Linked DNA regions of Sus scrofa: region 2 is linked to region 1. The links are chromatin contacts, called in public Hi-C maps. All regions are on one chromosome and are shown on one strand. Each heading gives the region's core, a stretch centred on a gene start, on an enhancer-like site or on the middle of the called end of the contact. The rest is flanking DNA. Distances are from core to core; before and after follow the strand shown.

Region 1 (2,700 bases), core at 148-2,647:
ATGGAAGGTAATATGAGAAAAAGAATGTAGAGATATGTATGACTGGGACAGTTTGCTGTACAGCAGAAATTGACAAAACATTGTAAATCAACTATGCTTTAATAAAATTTTTTAATTAAAAAAAAAATACATGCACAGCAATGTTATACATTCTTCAGGATTTATATTAAAAATGTATATTTTTGGCCACTCCTGTTGCATGTGGAAGTTCCCAGGCCAAAGACCAAACCTGCGCCACAGCAGTGACAACTGGATCTTTAACCCGCTGCTGCCAGAGAACTCCAAAAAATACTCCCCTGCAGCATATGGAGTTCCCAGGCCCGGGATCAGATCCTAGCCGAGGTCGTGCTCTAAGCTGCAGCTGCGGCAACTCAGGAACCTGCGTCCCAGTGCTCTGGAGATGCCACCAATCCCACTGAGCCACGGTAGGAACTCCACCAAAAAATCCTTTTTTAAATGGATGATAGGACCATCCACCAAATTCATGACGGTGGTGGGACACTGGGACGGTGCTGAAGAATCAAAGGGTATTCAAGGTTTTTTGTTTTAACTTAAAAATATTAAGCAAATATATCAATTCTTTTTTTTTTTTTTTTGGTTGCCTGCGGCATATGGAGTTCCTGGGCCAGGGATCAGATCTGAGTCACAGTTGCAACCTACAGTGCATCTGTGGCAACGCCAGATCCTTAACCCACTGTGCTGGGCCAGGGTTGAACCCAAGTCCTCATGGACACTAGTTGGGTTTGTTACTGCTGAGCCACAATGGGAACTCCAGGTCCGGGGTTCTTACCGCTGCTCCTGTGCAGCGATGTGCAAAGAGTCCATGATGAGGCGAACTGCCTCTGCGATCTGCTTGGCCCGGACGGTGTGCTGCTCAAATTTGGTCTTCACAGCAGACTGGGAGATGCATTCCTGGAACAGACAAGAGGTGCCAAGGGAGGCAGAGGCCACCAGCCGAGGGCCAGGGTCTGGCAGTCACTGCCGGGACACAGCTGGCGAGAGCTGGGGAGGCACAGACTCTCGAGATGCCAGGATCAAAGGCCACGCTCACCTCAAATCTCCTTTCAAAATTCTGAAACTCAAACATCCTCACTTGAAAGCCTTCTGCAAGAGCGCCCCCTAGGAGAATTGCACCACATTAGTCCAGAAGTGCTTCCATGCCCCAGACTGCCTCGTTAGAGCCTGTGGACTGTCTTACTTGGGGCCCCGGAAGGAACGGAAGCTGGGGCCCCAAGTGATGAAGTGATGAAAGTGATGTGATGAAACCCCTCAAAAGCAGAAGTGGTGAAACCTCCCAAAAGCTGAGGCGACTTGGCTGAACCCTAGCTGGGGAGTAGACAGCTCCTTACCCCGGGCTCTTCTCAGAACTATTTCTACCAGCTGACTTAGCAGGAGACCGAAGGTCTCACATGTCAGGGAAGAGGAAAAGCAAGACTCCTGTTGCTAGGTCACCTCCTTCGGGCATGCCCTGGGCCTTCTGGATCCTGGCGTTGAGTGCCTCCTTGGCAGACACGAAGAAGATGCGGTCCCCGGCCTGGCCTCGATCCACCACGCCCAGCTCATCCACCAGGAAGCTGGTACAGCGCTCCATGTGCTGCCGCCGCACCTGGAGCCCAAGTGGATGGGGTTATGTGAACAGGTGGGGTACAGCAGGTGCTTTGTGACGGAGCCTACAGTCCTCCACTGCCTCTTTTCTTAAAAAAACCCCAGGTAATCCATTCACTCAGCTCCAGATTCAAAAAGTACAAACACATGCAGCCTCCGTCTATCACCATCTGTCCTCCAGCCCAGGCTCCCCAAAACCCATGTCACGGGGGTCCTTGGCAGACACCTGAAGCATTTCAGTGTAGAAACAAGCAGAAGTGCTTACATGCCCCAGACTGCCTTGTTAGAGCCTGTGGACTGTCCCACTTGGGGCCCCAGAAGGAAAGGAAGCTGGGGTTCGGGATACCCACTCCTGGACTCTGTACTAAAAGCCCAGTCCTCCCCAGGCCTCGTTTTTAAAATGAGTGAGTGCCTCCTGAAAATCCCTGCTGGCTCTGTAGCTTGAGGGCTCTACTGCTGAAACTTTTTTTTTTTTTTTTTTTTTTGCCTTTTCTAGGGCTGCTTCCCTTGGCATATGGAAGTTCCCAGGCTAGGGGTCAAATCGGAGCTGTTGCTGCCGGCCTACACCACAACCACAGCAATGCCAGACCCGAGCCACGTCTTCGACCTGCACCACAGCTCACGACAACCCACTGAGCGAGGCCAGGGATCAAACCTGCAACCTCACGGTTCCTAGTTGGATTCGTTTCCGCTGAGCCATGACGGTAACTCCTCCTTGCTCCTTCCTGAAGCTCCTCTCCTGGGTGTCTTTCTAAAGCTAAGCCTGTTCTGTGATTAATTCTTTATGAACGAAAGAGTGCACTGGCCCCAAGCAAGGGTACAGCTCATGTGAAAGGTGCTTCTCCCCCCCCCCGGGGACCAAAGCCTTCTGAAGCACAGAGGGGTCTGGAAAGTGACCCAGGCAAAGGGAGGGCTATTTCCAAAGCATCAGATGTGACCGCGGGGAACAAGTGGGACATCTCTGGGGATGGAATTCATGCTGGCACGTGGCCGGGGGAGGACACCAAAAGGCTCAGGGAGACACGCAGGGCGGCGCCCCCGCTGCCGAGCAGAGGCACCCACCTCCTCCATGTACTCGGGCTCCGAGGCGGACGC
Region 2 (2,700 bases), core at 21-2,520, 73 kb before region 1:
ACCCACATTACAGAGGAAATATCCACCCAAGGTCACACAGCAACTAAGCATGGAGCAGAGATTTTGAGCTTCACTGTGTCTCCAGTTCTCGTCCCCCCTCTGGGCTTCAGGTTGCCCATCCTGAAAATAAAAAATGTGCTAAGAAGGACACCACGTCACATTGGTGGTCTTCCTACCAAAAGTCCATAATCTAAATCAAATCATGGGGAAACACCAGATAAACCCAAACTGAGGGACGTTCGACAAGACAAATGGCCTAAACTCTAAAAATGCCAAAGAGGGGGGTTCCCGTTGTGGTGCAGCGGAAACGAATCTGACTAGGAACCATGAGGTTGCGGATTCGATCCCTGGCCTCACTCAGCAGGTTAAGCCTCTGGTGTTGCCGTGAGCTGTGGTGTAGGTTGAATGGGCGGCTCGGATCCGGCGTTGCTGTGGATGTGGTGTAGGCTGGCAGCTACAGCTCTGATTGGACCCCCTAGCCTGGGAAACTCCATATGTTGCGGGTGGGTCTCTAAAAAGCAAAAAATAAAAAAATTTTTTAAATGCCAATGAGGAGTTCCCACTGTGGCTCAGTGGGTTAAGGACCCGATGTGGTCTCTGTGAGGATAAGACGTCGATCCCCGGCCTCGCTCAGGATCTAGCATTGCCGCAAGCCTCAGAGTAGGTTGCAAATGTGGCTGAGATCTGCTGTTGCTATGGCTGTGGCATAGGCCAGCAGCTGCAGCGCCAATTCAATCCCTAGCCCGGGAACTTCCACATGGCACAGGTGCAAGCCTAAAAAGAAAAAAAAGAAAAAAACAAAGCCAATGCATGAAAGACAAGGAAAAGCTGTGGAACATTCCAGAATAAAGGAGACCAAAGAGACAGGATAACAGAATGCAATATCTGGACTGGATCCTGAATTGGGGTAGGAAGGGGGATACTGCTGTAAAGGAGACTATTGAGATAACTGGTGACATTTGAACATGAGCTTTATACCTGATTTTGATCTACCAATGCTGGATGCCTGAAAACTTGTTACGTAAGAGATGTCCTTGCTGGAGAAGAAACATGCTGAGATATTTAGAGGTAAAAGATCAAAATGCCTGCAACTAACTAGCAGGTGGTTCAGCAAAAGAAAATAATAAGAAGACTGTGTATACATAGACATAAAGCAATGATACAAAAACACATGTGAAAATAATCGCACCTCCAGGGTTCTGAGAGCTCAGGAAGGAGAGGACCGCTTTTTTCAAACAAGGAATCTATGTAAATCCACGGTCTGCCACCAGGGGGCACTGCCTCCTTGCCCACCCCAGGGCTGTGGGATTTCAGCCAGGCCCCAGGGAGGGGAGAGTAGAGGACTTGGGGGCCCCTGTTCCCACGTGGGCTTATGGGAGGTAGGGGCTGCCCCCACCCCAGCCCCACGGAGGGGCTGATCTGGCTTCCCGCCCCGCCAGCTATTCGCAGAGGTGTATTTGGGGTCCAGGCTGGGGCACAGCTCAACCCCACTCTCAGCCTTCACCCCAGCTGTCTCCAGGCCCCTGTGGCTGTCCTTCTCTGGAAGAGACACTGGGGACTTTTTTGGCCTATGATGTCATGGCTTTACAAGCACCCAGAAAATGGGTCAGTGCAACACTCACAGGTGGTAGAAGGAGCAACAGCAGTGACTGACCCTAAGGGCCCTGTGTGACCTCATTACACAGAAATCTTCCTCGGGGAGGGGCGAGGCCTGCTCAGGAGCACACCTCGTGGTGATGTCAGGCTCTGAGTCCAGGTCAGCTGACTTGAGCACACCAGGACTGCATCAAGCACCTACTGCATCAAGCCAGAGAGCAGGGCACCAGAATGCCCTCCAGGGAGGGAGACAACCCCATCTTCCCAGAGTGTTCCCAGCCCATACGCTAGAGAGGACTGGAATCCGGACCCTGTGGTTTGACTTTGCAGCGCTGTCTGTGGTCCCCCAAGGCTGGCGCAGTCTCACGCCTCTGGGCTCAGCCCTCACCCCCAGCCCCATTCATGCCATCCCTCGGCCATCTCCCCATCTGCCCTGCTGCCTCCCAACCCCACCATCCCATCACCCACGACCCACTCACACGGCCCTTCACCCACAGCAGCGCCTGGCAAAGGCAGCAGCCGCCACCTCTGAATTGTTCTGGCCCCACCAAATTCCCACCAGCCAAAGGACCCAGACCCCTGATGCCCTCTCAGCTCCTGCTGCCCCTGCGGAGAGGGAAGAGACAGCTGGGCCATACTCTGATCCCGGCCTTGGAGGGAGGGGGGGTCAGAAAGGCGAGAGTGGGAGGGGGAAGCCCAAGGCCTGGGAGGGGGGCTTTTGGGTGGGGTTCCCCAGCAGGTTTGAGGCAGAGCGAGGTGTCCACAGGATGATGAGTTGTGTAACCAGGGGCCCGTGGCCCAGCCTTAGTAGCATCAACATAGAGAGTGGCCTGAAACCTTCCCATTTCTAGGCCTATTTTCAGGTTGGTTTGGTTTTCCCTACAAAACTGGTGAATTTCACTTTTAAAAACCCCCACCTGGTCACAGCTGCAGAGACTGAACACGAACCACACCTGCGGGAGCCGAGAGTTTAGAGCCGGGTCAAGGGGTGGGGGGTGGGCAGGTGTCAGCAAAATACCCAAAGGGACCAAAGCCGAGAGGTGCGCCCCCCCCCCGCCCCACCCCACGCCATGGGCTCCCCTCTTCTCTCACTCAGGGTGAGGC

What was found. Hi-C and Micro-C count contacts between places; a contact is called where the count stands out from the background.
Region 2: a Hi-C map of retroperitoneal adipose tissue shows a contact between it and region 1, with 3 times the contacts expected there. The contact joins two enhancer-like sites. A contact is called at or near these places in 1 of 5 promoter capture datasets (liver), 19 of 47 Hi-C or Micro-C datasets (alveolar macrophages, blood, brain and 9 more) and 2 of 2 datasets of contacts at active chromatin or transcription factors (alveolar macrophages and skeletal muscle).

The regions. Positions count from the first base shown.
Region 1 is chr6:72,043,553-72,046,252 of Sscrofa11.1, reverse strand. It overlaps MFN2 (mitofusin-2), which reads right to left. Exons shown (of 19, transcript XM_021095349.1): 8 at 2,668-2,700; 9 at 1,453-1,606; 10 at 1,052-1,119; 11 at 791-912. Among named protein-coding and RNA genes, the nearest start is that of MFN2, 18 kb to the right of the region's middle. Within about 2 kb of position 1,397, at least 13 of the 83 cell types and tissues checked have an H3K27ac peak or open chromatin away from gene starts, as enhancers often do. A contact at or near this core is called in retroperitoneal adipose tissue and skeletal muscle, where this site is marked.
Region 2 is chr6:72,116,376-72,119,075 of Sscrofa11.1, reverse strand. All of the region lies in intron 1 of TNFRSF8 (tumor necrosis factor receptor superfamily member 8), which reads right to left. Among named protein-coding and RNA genes, the nearest start is that of TNFRSF8, 14 kb to the right of the region's middle. Within about 2 kb of position 1,270, at least 19 of the 83 cell types and tissues checked have an H3K27ac peak or open chromatin away from gene starts, as enhancers often do. A contact at or near this core is called in retroperitoneal adipose tissue and skeletal muscle, where this site is marked.